3 separate regions of the Sus scrofa genome follow, and regions 2 and 3 are each linked to region 1. Evidence: chromatin contacts called from public HiChIP or PLAC-seq and promoter capture Hi-C data. All regions are on one chromosome and are shown on one strand. Each heading gives the region's core, a stretch centred on a gene start, on an enhancer-like site or on the middle of the called end of the contact. The rest is flanking DNA. Distances are from core to core; before and after follow the strand shown. Region 1 holds the start of TDRD7 (tudor domain-containing protein 7). Region 2 holds the start of NCBP1 (nuclear cap-binding protein subunit 1). Region 3 overlaps TMOD1 (tropomodulin-1).

What was found. Promoter capture Hi-C pulls out the DNA fragments that hold promoters and counts their contacts. HiChIP or PLAC-seq counts read pairs in DNA pulled down with a chosen protein or histone mark.
Region 2: a promoter capture Hi-C map of liver shows a contact between it and region 1, with 5 times the contacts expected there. The contact joins the promoter of NCBP1 here to the promoter of TDRD7 in region 1. A contact is called at or near these places in 2 of 5 promoter capture datasets (fetal liver and liver), 10 of 47 Hi-C or Micro-C datasets (alveolar macrophages, embryonic fibroblasts, heart right ventricle and 3 more) and 2 of 2 datasets of contacts at active chromatin or transcription factors (alveolar macrophages and skeletal muscle).
Region 3: an H3K27ac HiChIP or PLAC-seq map of skeletal muscle shows a contact between it and region 1. The contact joins the enhancer-like site here to the promoter of TDRD7 in region 1. A contact is called at or near these places in 1 of 5 promoter capture datasets (liver), 14 of 47 Hi-C or Micro-C datasets (blood, brain, embryonic fibroblasts and 10 more) and 2 of 2 datasets of contacts at active chromatin or transcription factors (alveolar macrophages and skeletal muscle).

The regions. Positions count from the first base shown.
Region 1 is chr1:239,283,575-239,287,592 of Sscrofa11.1, reverse strand. It overlaps TDRD7 (tudor domain-containing protein 7), which reads right to left and starts at 1,965. Exons shown (of 17, transcript XM_001924680.5): 1 at 1,785-1,965.
Region 2 is chr1:239,490,304-239,494,321 of Sscrofa11.1, reverse strand. NCBP1 (nuclear cap-binding protein subunit 1) reads right to left here and starts at 1,745. Exons shown (of 24, transcript XR_002336867.1): 1 at 1,273-1,745. It overlaps TSTD2 (thiosulfate sulfurtransferase/rhodanese-like domain-containing protein 2), which reads left to right and starts at 1,439. Exons shown (of 10, transcript XM_005660262.3): 1 at 1,439-1,803.
Region 3 is chr1:239,462,823-239,466,840 of Sscrofa11.1, reverse strand. TMOD1 (tropomodulin-1) reads right to left here. Exons shown (of 10, transcript XM_003353588.5): 10 at 1-698. The coding sequence ends at 634. It overlaps TSTD2 (thiosulfate sulfurtransferase/rhodanese-like domain-containing protein 2), which reads left to right. Exons shown (of 10, transcript XM_005660262.3): 10 at 1-250. Among named protein-coding and RNA genes, the nearest start is that of NCBP1, 28 kb to the left of the region's middle. Within about 2 kb of position 2,085, at least 16 of the 83 cell types and tissues checked have an H3K27ac peak or open chromatin away from gene starts, as enhancers often do. A contact at or near this core is called in fetal skeletal muscle, omental adipose tissue and skeletal muscle, where this site is marked.

The DNA.
Region 1 (4,018 bases), core at 716-3,215:
TCGGTTCTCAGAAATAGCACTTGCTCACAGAGTCAGCACTTAAGAGTTGGATTCTATTTTTCCTTTACATTCATATGAAGTCTCTAACTAGACTGTACTGCACTGAGAACTTAAAGAGACATCCTTCAAAGAGTTAAATCTCTAGGTACAAAATACAATAGTTCATTCAGCCATGTTCAACTAGGACACTTAAAAGGGCATTAGCAGGGATTACATTTCATTTCCAATCTACAGGGGCTGTAATCTGAAGGCACCACCAAGTGCTACTTCACAGTCTCACTATGTTTCTCTAGCACACAGGGAGGCTGTGGGCTGGCAAAGGGCCCTGGACGGGAGGCACAGGGGATGTAGGTTCTACCCCGGTTGGCTCCACAGCCATTTCCCGCACCAGCACAGTTCATGATGCTCCCTGAATGGCAGTTGAGTGAACGTGCAGAAACCTCCACCATGGTCCAATTTATATGATAGACAGAACTTAAAGTTATGTCCCTGCCTCCAAGAGAGTGAAACACAATTATGTAAAATATGGGAAGTCTGGTGGAAGGAAAAGAGTTAACACTTCTTTATTACTATGAGTCAAAGGGACTACAGTAGTTATTTCACAAAAGCCTTGCAAAGTTAAGTATTTCCAATTGATAAACAGAAAGCCAGGCTCAAAAACACTATGTAATTTGTTCAATTTACACAATTACGAAGTGGAGAAGCCCAGAAGCCAAGTCTGCAAAGCTCCCACTATGCACAGTATGCAACACCAGCACATCAAAGCAGATGGGGAATAGGGACTTGGGTCTAATTTTCACTTCGGTCATTAAATTGTCATCTATCACAAGGCAGGGCACTTTTCAGCAAATTTTCCACCTGCACGAAAGTGGGGAAGGAGGGATGACCCAGATCAGTGGTATTTTTGTTTTCGTTTTGTAGGGTGGCTTTCGGGAATCTTTGGGGCCAAGACGTTTTCTAACATCGCTGTTTCCCTTTCCAGTTCTTTGAAATTGTTTGGGAGTGAGTGGTGCCCTTGGTTATGTATGGAAATGTACTGCACCTACCCCCTCAAGGAGATCTGAGCAGAACAGTCATGCGGGCTCCGAGCCCTTAAACTGAGGCTGAGAACCTGACCCTGTTGGGGGTTCTGGCGAAAGTAAAGAGACAACTCACTCTTGGATTCATATTTCCCTCCTTACTTGGTGCTCTGTACCCACCAGGTGCTCGCGGTTTAAGAGAAGCGGATAGTTATTTGTGTCCTACATTACTTAAGCGGCTTGCAGGGCTGGTCTGTAAAGAGAGGTCCGTGCCTTTAAGGAACTTAAAGTTCACGGTGTAAAATACGGGAGTTCAATAGCCAGGGGGCCCGGCTATCCCTTGCTCCAAGCGGGCGGCTGGGGGCCCCTGCGCCGGTACCAGGAACCACTTCCTGGTCATCATCTCCCGCCCCCTGTCCACACCCCCCTGCTGCATTTCCCCACTGCACTGAGTTTCCCAGGCGTCAGGGGTCCGTCCGACTCCCCAGGGGTGAACGCCCAGACAGCCCCGAGCGGTCGGGGGAGGGGTCCCATCAAAGATTTACAACACAACGCTCTGGAACTCCAACTCCCTGGAGCCCAGCCCGCTTTCCTGGGTGGAGACCGGGGCATCCTCTGCGGCTGCAGGGAAGAGGCCCGGGGTCCATTCGAGTCCCGCTCGGGCCACTGTTCCGCTAGCGACCCAGGTGCGTTGTGCCAGCCTGAAACCTCGCCAAACCTCGCCCGGCACCTGTCGTTTCTGCAGCCGGCGGGACCTGCGCTCACCTCGTTCTGGGGGCCTGCGGCCCGTCCCCGCGCCTCTGGGCCCGGCTCTCGCCGCCGTCTCCGCCAGGGCCACAGCCGCAGCCACCGCCCACTTTCGGTTTCCCCAGCACGGCCGGAGCCGCCGCTGCCGCCGCCGCCGCCGCCGCGGCTCGGGAATCACCTCAAGCCCCCGCCCCGCCCTGCTCGGCCCCGCCCCGCTCCGCCCCTCCCCGAGGGCAGCCCGGCTTCGGCTCTGCGCACGCGCGGGCACCCCGGCCGCGTCCGCCCACGCCGGCGTCCGCGCGTGGGAAGGGAAACCGACGCCGCCTAGCGGTTTCTGCGCGTGCCCACGCACGGGCCGTCGGCGGAAGACGACGGCAGGGCGGGCGCAGGAGCGCCTCCACGTGGACGATGCAAGAACGGGCGGGCCGGGAAGACCCGGGACCCAGCCCACTTCACCAGCACATGTGTGCGCCTGCTATTGCATTCGCGTACCCGTCAGATGTCTCATTCAGCTCTCGCTCAGTCTTTTCTTCGTTTCTGGGGCAGTTACTTTTTATTCTCTCAGACACCCACCTGGTCCGCTCATTTCCTTTCGGTCTTTTCTCAAGGGTTACCCTTTCGAGGAGGAGCCACCTTCTCAAAAATGTCTTCTCCTTCGCTAACATTCCCTGTCCCAACGCCTTCTCACCTTTCTCTCTCCTTAGCACCCGGGTAGCACACTCTATGTGTTTTACTTACCTTTTCGTTGTCTACTGTCCTCCTCAGATTAAAACTCTATGAGCTCAGGGATCTTTGTTTTGTTCCGTAATCTATTCCCAGAACCAAGAATAGTCCCTGGCACAGGGTAGGCTGACATAAACATTTCTCAAATTCATTTATTCATTCATTTGTTATAAAATTACTGAACACCTAGTATTCACTTTTTTTTCTGCACATTAATTCTACCAACATTTATTGGGCATATTGGTTTGTATTCCTTAAACCAACTATAAACACTTTGCTGCATTCATTCTATATGCCTTTACTGAGGGCCTACTATTTATTCAAACAGTATTTTTTACAGCTTTATTAAAGTATAATTGACATGCTACCCATGTTTAAAATGTACACTATGATGTTTTGACATGTGTATACAGCTGTGAAACTAGCACTGCTGTAAAAATAATGAACATATCTGTCTCCCCAAAAGAGTTTTCTCATGCACGTTTATAATCCTCACCTCATGTGCCTCTGTCCCTTGCCTTATCAACTGCAGCTTTGTTTTCTGTAGCTATAGATTAGTTTGTTTTTTCTAGAATTTTATATAAACAGAATCATATATGTGCTGTCTTTTTTGGGGGGGGGGGAATCCAGCCTCTTTCACTCAGCAGAAGCATGTTGAGATTCATCCATATTGCTGTGTGCACCAAGAGTTCAAGTCTTTTCATTTCTGAGTAGTATTCCATTGTATGGGTGTATGAAACCTACCATATGACCCAGCTATTCCATTCCCAGCATTTACCCAAGGGAAATGAAAACATACGTCCACATAATGACCTGGACAAGAATATTCATAGCAGTTTTGTTTGTAACAGCCAAACAGGAGAATAACACAGACCTCCATCAGTAGGCGAATGGACATTTGTATATTTGTACATACAACTACCCTGTACAGAACAACTGCTATTAATAGAGTGCCTACTATGTTAAGGCACAAGCCTGTGCTTGAGGAGCTTTAGATTCAGTGAAAAGAGGTAGTGGGCAATGAAGATGGAGATTGGAAACAGACTCTGGAAGGCCTGATAGCCATGCTTAGGAGTTTGGGCTTTTTTTCAAAGGCAATGGGAAACCGTTCAACGTCTTCTCTGAACACTGCTCTCTTTTTTATGCCCACATCTAGTCCCTGACTAAATCTGCCCAAATGTCTCTCCTTGGCAATTTTTTCATCCCCACTGCTGTATTTCAGTCTATTTCAGATATCTCTTTTCCTTCTCTCCCCTCCATTCTGCTCCAAACACTGCATTGGACTTAATAAACCTAATACACAACCAGATTCAATTTGGACTCTGCAGTGCTCATACATCCCCTGGCTTCACATTTAAGATTGGAAAGATGTAAAAAGCGGCTCCCAATTGAAAGATGGCCGGTTGGAGTAGGAAATTAGGACAAACTCCCAAGTCCAATATGTAAAATAAATCATGAAATGATGTGAGTTGACCCCAAGTCTGAGGCCCTTGCAAAAGGAGTCCATGTTTGGACTGGCCTATCTATAA
Region 2 (4,018 bases), core at 496-2,995, 210 kb before region 1:
TAATTATACTAAATCTAGACCCTTAGGTGTCAGGTGACAAGACTGGACTAGACTATCCTCTCAAGCCATGTCCTAGCAGAAAACTGATATTTCATTGTTAAAATTAAGTAGGTGGGATTTGGTTCCTACCCTCGAGTGCCCCAACATTCAAGGAGAGAAAAATATAAGTGGAGAAAATTAATTAAATCCAACTTTTTGATCCGTATTTTTTTCCTACATCGTTGACATCTGCCAATGCTTATCAATTCTTAAGCATTAACAGATGATAAAATACATATCATCATGAGCAATTAGTTACATATGTTAATCCTCACAAAACCAAGAACAGGCATGTATCATTAATCCAATACTACAGACTAAGGTTTAAAGAGGTGATATAATCTGGGCAAGATCACAAAATAAATGGCAAGGTCTAACTTTGAACTTAAACCCTCTGTCTCCAAAGTCTGGCCTCTTAACCACTTTACAACACTATTTTCAAGTATTAATAACTAAATTATTTTTAGTTTCTTTTTGCTTTTCTAGATGTGTATTCTTGACTGTTGTTTTTTTAATGTAAGCATCGTTTCCTATTTTTAACTAGCTAAATTATTCCTGGTTTCTATGACGGCAATTCCAGGATCCCCATGAGTGCAAATATCCAAATGGGAACCCCGATCTAACCTCTACGAGCTCTCTAGTGAGTCTTCTGGCATTCTTTTCTTAAACGAGAGAAATAAGCTTACAACCAATTCAAGATCTAACATAACGACCTACGTATATCTATTTATTAAAGACTTCTCGCGTGCGGATAAGAAGCTGATTTTTCTTCCCCAGTGGTTTGAAAGAAGGCAAAACCCCGGATGACCCGCACAGGAGAGCTGGGATTGCAATTCATCAGATCTCTCACCTTCCGAGAGCCATTAATACATGATGTTTGAGGGTCAAAACGAGACACTGGGACAAGTGAGTCCTGGTCACCGTCTCTAAGGGGAAGCGGCACAGACACAAATATACTTCCCTGCTCGGCGGTACCAAGGACCTTATCTTAAAGAGTGCTTAGAGACCAGGGGTGCACCAGGCCTCCCCTCCGCCGACGACTCAAGAGGTGCGGTGGGGGATAGCACGAGCTTTCCAGCAGTCGCCCAGCCACACTCCCGCTGTGCCACCCATCTCCCCGCAAGTTCCTGGGGGAAGGGCTTCCCGTCCCTTCGCTCAGGACCTGAAGACCGAAGAAGCCAAACCTCGGCCCCACCTGGGCGCGGCTTCGGCGGCCAGGCCCAGAGCACTCACCATCGTTCTCGTCGCTGTGCCGCCGCCGTGACATGCCGCACGTTGTGTATGCGGCGGAGCCTAGACGCCGGGCGGGAAGAGCGGCAGGAACCGTCGGGCAGCCGGCCGGCGCGAGGACAGCGGCGAGGCTCACGAAGTGGCCCGCGCGCAGGCGCACTCGCTCGCGACGGCTCCCGGAAGCGCAAGGGGGAGAAGTGGCCGGGTGGGCTCGGCGGGCTCGGATCCCGGAGAGCCGGCGTCTGGAACCTCACCAAGCCACTGCCGCCTCGTCCGCACGCAACCGCCCCCTCGGGCTGCCTCCGCCTCTCCGCTGCTTCCTTCGCCCGCCTCCGCGGGAAGTCCTTCCGGGGCCACGCGGAGAGCACCGCCTCCCCAGGCGGCCGGAGCCCGCAGGCCGCGAGCCACGCCTTGGCGGGGGTGGTCTAGGAGGGACGCTCTAGTTCAGACTCCCTCCACTTCAGACTCCCCCCCGGGCCTCTCAGTGGTTTTCCCGGCGGCCCTTTCGCTAACGGCCTAGACTTCCGGGGCGAGGTGAGGTCCCCGGCGTTCCTTCCTACGTAAACAGGGGCGGGGGCTGGAGGTGCAAGGGTGGTGAGAGGTGACAATTGCTAGGCGGAGACGGTTTGGTGAAGAAAGATCTAAGAAAGGATCTGGACTGGCGGGTACGTGCTCATCTTTCTCCCACTTCCGGGCCTCTGCCGACTCGGGAAAGCTGGGAGGAGAGATTGGGCCAGGCCCGGCGCGCGGGGTGGGGCCCAAGCGGGAAGCGGCGCCGCTCGAGCAGCTCTGGGGACCGAAAGACCCTGCCTAGCTTGAGCTTGCTGCTCTGCGGTTAGCTTCTGACCGTCGTCTGACCTCTCGCCCCTCTGAGTTGTTGATCGCTTTAGTAATGTTTCCAGTGGTTATTGGATACTTCCATTATGTGTATGTGAATATTCTCCGCCCTGACCTCTGTGGTGAACACCACGGCTGCTTATCTGCTTTGTCGATGGCCATTTGAAATTTCACACGCGTGAAATGAACCTTTCATTCTCCTAGCCTAACCTAGCCTAACCTATTGCTCCTTCACTTTTACGCATCCATCCGATTGCTTAATCCAAAAATGTAGGTAGGAGTCATTCTTGGCTCCTTACTTACTACCTAATGAACTATCAGTAAACCTTATCAGCTCTACTTTCAAAACCGATCTGGAATCAGTTACTCCTTTTTTACTACTCTCTCATGACTTTGCGATGTAAAGTAACCTGACCTACAGGGTCCTACTCTTTTATCACTATGCTCCAACAATTCTTACTTTCTTCCTGTACCTCCAGTAAGGCAAGCTTGTTCACCCTTTAGGCATTTATATTCCTTTGCCTGAAGATTTCTACCCTTAAGTATGCATGGATGGCTCCTTGGCATTTCAGTCCCAGCTCAAGCATCAGCCCCCTTAGGAATCCTTCCCTGGCCACCCAACCTTTTACTCCATACCACAAATATTGTATTTATTATGTGCCAGGCAGTGTTCTAGACATTGAGGAGGCTGAGGTGAACGAAGGAAAACCCCTGCTTTCTCAGTGCTGATGACCGGTTGAGGAATCCAGCAAACTGCAGTCAGAGGTGGTGGGCAAAAATAGAAAAAGATGCGATTAGGGTGTGGTGGGAAAGGCTTTATAAGAACCTTGGACTTTATCTGATGCCTTTAAAAGCCTTTGGAGGGAGAGATCTGACTTATTTTTAAAGTCACCCCTCTTGCTCTTACGGGAGAAGGGCAGTTAGGCAATTGCAATAATTCATGCAAGAAATAATGGTTGCTTAAGTGGGGTTGGTAGGGAAGGTAGTGCAGTGTCATCTGATGTGATTATATTTCAAAAGCAGAATTGACAGGATTTTCAATACTCTGAAAGAGTGAGGAGACAAGAATCCCAAAGTTTTTTCCTGAGTAACAGGAAGAATGGAATTGTTGTTTACAGAGGTGAGGAAGACAAGGAGAGCAAGTTAAGAGCTGGATTTTTTTTTTCTTTCTAATAGTTTGGTTTATTGTTTATTATTTATTTTTTGTCTTTTGAGGGCACATGGAGGTTCCCAGGCTAAGGGTCAAATTGGAGCTGCAGCCAATGGCCTGCACTACAGCCACAGCAATGCAGGATCCAAGCTGCGTCTGTGACCCATACCATAGCTCATGGCAACGCCAGATCCTTAACCCACTGAGCAGGCTGGGGATGGAACCTGTATCCTCATGGATACTAGTCAGATTCATTTCTGCCGAGCCTCGATGGGAACTCCTGTTTTTTATTTTATTATTTTTAAGGCCCTATCTGCAGCATATGGAAGTTCCCAGGCTAGGGGTCAATTCAGAGCTGTACCTGCTGGCCTATGCCACAGCATCGTGGGATCCAAGCCACATCAGTGGCCTACACTGCAGCTCACAGCAGTGCCAGATCCTTAACCCACTGAGCAAGACCAGGAATTGAACCTGTGTCCTCATGGATTCTAGTCGGGTTTGTTACCACTGAGCCACAATGGGAACTCCCTAATGGTTTGGTTTTGACAGTTGCATTTGAACAGTCTCCTGGCTCTCCAGCTGAAGCCATCCAGTAGACAGTTGGTTATGTGAACTTGCAGTTCAGAGGAGAATCTAGCCTGGAGATAGAAGTTTGGAGTCATTTACTGTATAGTCTTCTAAATATAAAATTTCCTTTATTTATGATTGTTACCCTTTTTTAATTTTTCATGGAAGCTTCAAATATTTACAGAAGTAGAGGAA
Region 3 (4,018 bases), core at 836-3,335, 180 kb before region 1:
TTTGTATTATTTCCTTGTATCCAGTATAAGGAATCTTATGTTCTTTGATTCCTGGCAGAGCTTTGTCGCTTCAGTCTTTCTTTCTTGAGGGGGGAAAAAAAATTGTGTTCTTGATCCAAAAATCAGTTTGGCAACCTTAATCTTGAGGTTCTTAAAATTTAAAGGAGTGTTAATAAAGAATGTTGATCTGTCTCGTTTTCTAGAGAGCTAAGATCAAATTTGTAATAAAGTATCTTACAACGCTTTTAAACCACATGGAAGAGGGTGCTGTTTTTTCATGTCTCGTATTTTAAATGCACCTGAAACACCACACAGCAAGGCCACCCAAACGGGGCTCCAGGGGGTAAGTCACTGCTGCTATAATATCGTCTTCAGTAAGATCTGCTGGTTCAGGGGCTTCTTAGTTTTTAAATAATAACCAGACTGAACTTCTGTGACTAAAGAAAAACTTCACATTAACCATAGTTTATAAAAGTTTCAACTACAACCACTAGCTAACCTAAAACCTTAGTGCATAAAGAACTGAACCACAGCAGGGTCTGTGCCGGCACTTTGCCTTCCGGTTTCCACTGCAGAGCACAGCTTATCAGTAGGACACGTCCAGTTCAAAGGCGTGGTCAGCACCCGCACACACTAGATGCCACTCCGGCACTTGGGAATGATGGGCCCGGTCAAGTCTGCCAGCCTTCTCTTCCTCACTGGAAAGGAAAGATGAGACATGAACCAGCTGTCCCTGTGCATCAGGAGCCACCACCATGGCTGAGTGCTGGGAGGCTTCTCACCAACTTCCATTAGCACAGTCTGGAGTCTGTTGTTTTTTGATTGATTTTTTTTTTCTTTTTTTTTTGGTGTGGAAGTTCCTAGGCCAGAGATTGAATCCATACCACAGCTGTAACCAGAGCCACAGCAATGACAAGACCAAATCCTCAACCCGCTGAGCCACCAAGTCTGTTGTTCTTAAAGGACAGTTGTGAGTGGTCACTGAGGAGGGTCTCTAACTGGCGTGGATTTGTTCATGAACTACTTGTATATCGCCAGTCACACAGATAGAAAGCCCACTTCATCCAATTCTGCTCTCTTCCTTTGTGTACAGAGGCTCTGTGGTTGGAGATCCTTACTTTGGTTCAGATAAGAGTTCAGTTCAATCAATCTTAATGAAATCTTAACCTGCTGGAAACATTTCGCCCAGCCTTCTCAGAGCTCCTGGCCTGCCTGTGTAAACAGCCGTGTCTGCCCTGAAAATTACTCTGGATTATCTGTGTCTCCTTAGGGTTAACCTTGACATTTTCCCAGGGCAAGACAATCTAGGCCCAAACACTGTTCACATAACAACGTAGTTGAATGTTGTAAAGAGGGAAGCATAAGCCAGGGGGTTGCAGGCTGAGGTTATTAGCTTGCAGGTAGTGGGATGGTTGCCAGCAGGCCAGGGGTAGGGGTCCCCTCTGTTGTAACAAGGAAGAGAGAGTGTGTGAAACAAATGACTGTGCCTGCAGATGAAAACCAAGCAGTAAGCTAGGTCAGCCACAAGAGAAAGGTCAAAGACCTCTGTAGAACCAGTAGGTGCAGTCAAGGGGGCTGCTGGTGTGGCAAAGGCAGGAAGCTATTGGGAGAAGAAAAAAGTGTCTATGCTTAGAAGTGTTTTCCAGTTCCCGAGCCGAGCAGGTAGATGCATATGAGCTGCACCAAGAACTGAATGGGCCTGTGCGGGACACTGAGCGTACAAAGCAGAACCACCAGGAAGGTGTGTCACTCAGGCTGTGGCTAGGAGCCGGCACGGAGGGACACGGGAGCACACAGGCCGCCCACTCTGGGGCCTAGAATTCAAACTTTGCCTGAACTCCTCCTCTCCTCTCCACTCCCCCAGAAAGAAAAATTAATGTAAATCAGCGGCAGTCTCCTGGAGAGAGGACTGTGTCTGGCCAGATTCCTGGAGACCATCAGAATGCTCAAGAGCTGTGGGAGAACAAAAACCAAAGCCCAGAGAGCAGAAGAGGTTTGCCCAAAGCGACCCAAGGGGTTACATGAGCCAGGCTTGGCTCTATCTCCGTTAGCTGTACAAGCGTCACACCCCTTTCACTCTCAACCCCTCATTGGCGCCCCTCCAGCAGTCCTGGAGTGTCAGTGTTGTTAGCATTGCCACGTTATGGCAGACAGGGTACATTTCTTGCTCAAAGCAATAGAGCTGGTACCAGATGGAACAAGGCTGGTGAGCCGCAGTTCAGTGCTCCCTTGGAACAGTCTATATTGTCCCTGTCTATATAGGCTCTATATATGGTCCACATCTCATCTGATTCTCACAAGGAGGACTGGCTCCTTTCCCCTGGAGAAGAGAAGGGAGCCAGGGTCCCTGAGAGTGAGCAGAAGAGCCAGGACAAGAACCTGAGTCCCCAGCCCATGGCCCAGGGTACAGAAAGGGATCCTGTGCTTTATGCCCCTACACGCCCTCATGTATGCTGGGCTATGCCTGTGTAGGGTTCCCCTGGCATCAGCTTTTACAGCAACTGGATGGGGAGAAGGGAGAGGCATCCACTTACTCAGGAATTAATTTTCCCCATTTTAAAAATGAAGATGGAGTTCCTGTCGTGGTGCAGCAGAAACAAATCCAACTAGGAACCATGAGGTTGCAGGTTCGATCCCTGGCCTTGCTCAGAGGGTTAAGCATCTGGCGTTGCAGTGAGCTGTGATCTGGCGTTGCTGTGGCTCTGGCGTAGGCTGGCAGCAACAGCTCTGATTAGATCCCCTAACCTGGGAACCTCCATGTGCCGCAAGTGTGGCCCTAAAAAGACATAAAATAAAATAAAAATGAAGGTAATTGAGGCCAAGAGAGGGAAGTAACTTGCCTCAAGTCACAGTGAATAGGAGACACAACTGGGAGCAGAAGCCAACGCTCCCACTATCCTTCAAATCAGCCTGTTTTTTACTTCATCAAAGCAAACTCCTCTGCATTGCTTATCATTACAACTGACAACTGTCTGTTGTCAGAGCTGGAAGGAATCCAACCAAGTCTTGCACTCCCTCCACTTCGCACCAGGCTTTAGACCTCCATATTGCTTTGGGGGAGCATTTTATATTCATTTATATTCCTCAGCGCTTACTGAGTGCCTATGATGTGCCAAGCACAGGGATCAGAAAGATGAATGGGGGACCAAGATAGAACTACATCAAGTTTGATAAAATACTGCAAGTTCCCTGGTAGATCTCCATCAAGTCTGAGAGGCACAATGGATGAAGTGGTCACATCTTCCAAGGTCGGTGGTTAAGTTGCCCACTGAATCTTGATCCTGCTGAATAGCATTGAGAACTATGTCTAGATACTCATGTTGCAACAGAAGAAAGAGTGGGGGGAAAACTGTAATTGCAATGTATACATGTAAGGATAACCTGACCCCCTTGCTGTACAGTGGGAAAATAAAAAAAAAAAAATAAATAAATAAATAAAATAAAATAAAATAAAATGATAAAGGGGTAGACGGGAAAGTACAGGAAGCTTTAGGAGTAATAATCCTCTCAAGGGAGGCTTCTGCCTGGGTCACTAGGAGGCCCCCAAGCTACCTGGACTGGTTGGTACTAATAAGGCAGGAGGATGGCTTGTCAGGGTGTTGAGAGTTGAGTCTGGCAGGGCCTCACCCAGGAGGTGGGGAGCACAGGTTCCGGGCCAGACTGCCAGTTCAGTCCCACTTTCGCCCATGGACAGGGGTCATCTTACCCACGTCTCTAGGCTGTGGCATGGGGATGGTAACAGCACCTGCCTCCCCTGGCTGTTGGTGACATTATGGCAGTTAGTAAGGCTGTAGAGCAGTGCCTGGCACACAATAAGCACCATGGAAGTATCAGCTTTGATTCCTAAGGGCTTATAAGTCATGTCAGGGAGTTTAACCTGAGAGCAGGGTTCTAGGCAGATGCTGGGACAAGCTTTGGGATGACGCTGCATGAGATGCCGCCCTGGAGGAGCTAGAGGAACCGGAGGGCCTGAGGGAGGGCATTGCAAGACGCCCGATGATTGTGCTGAGGGCTGGGC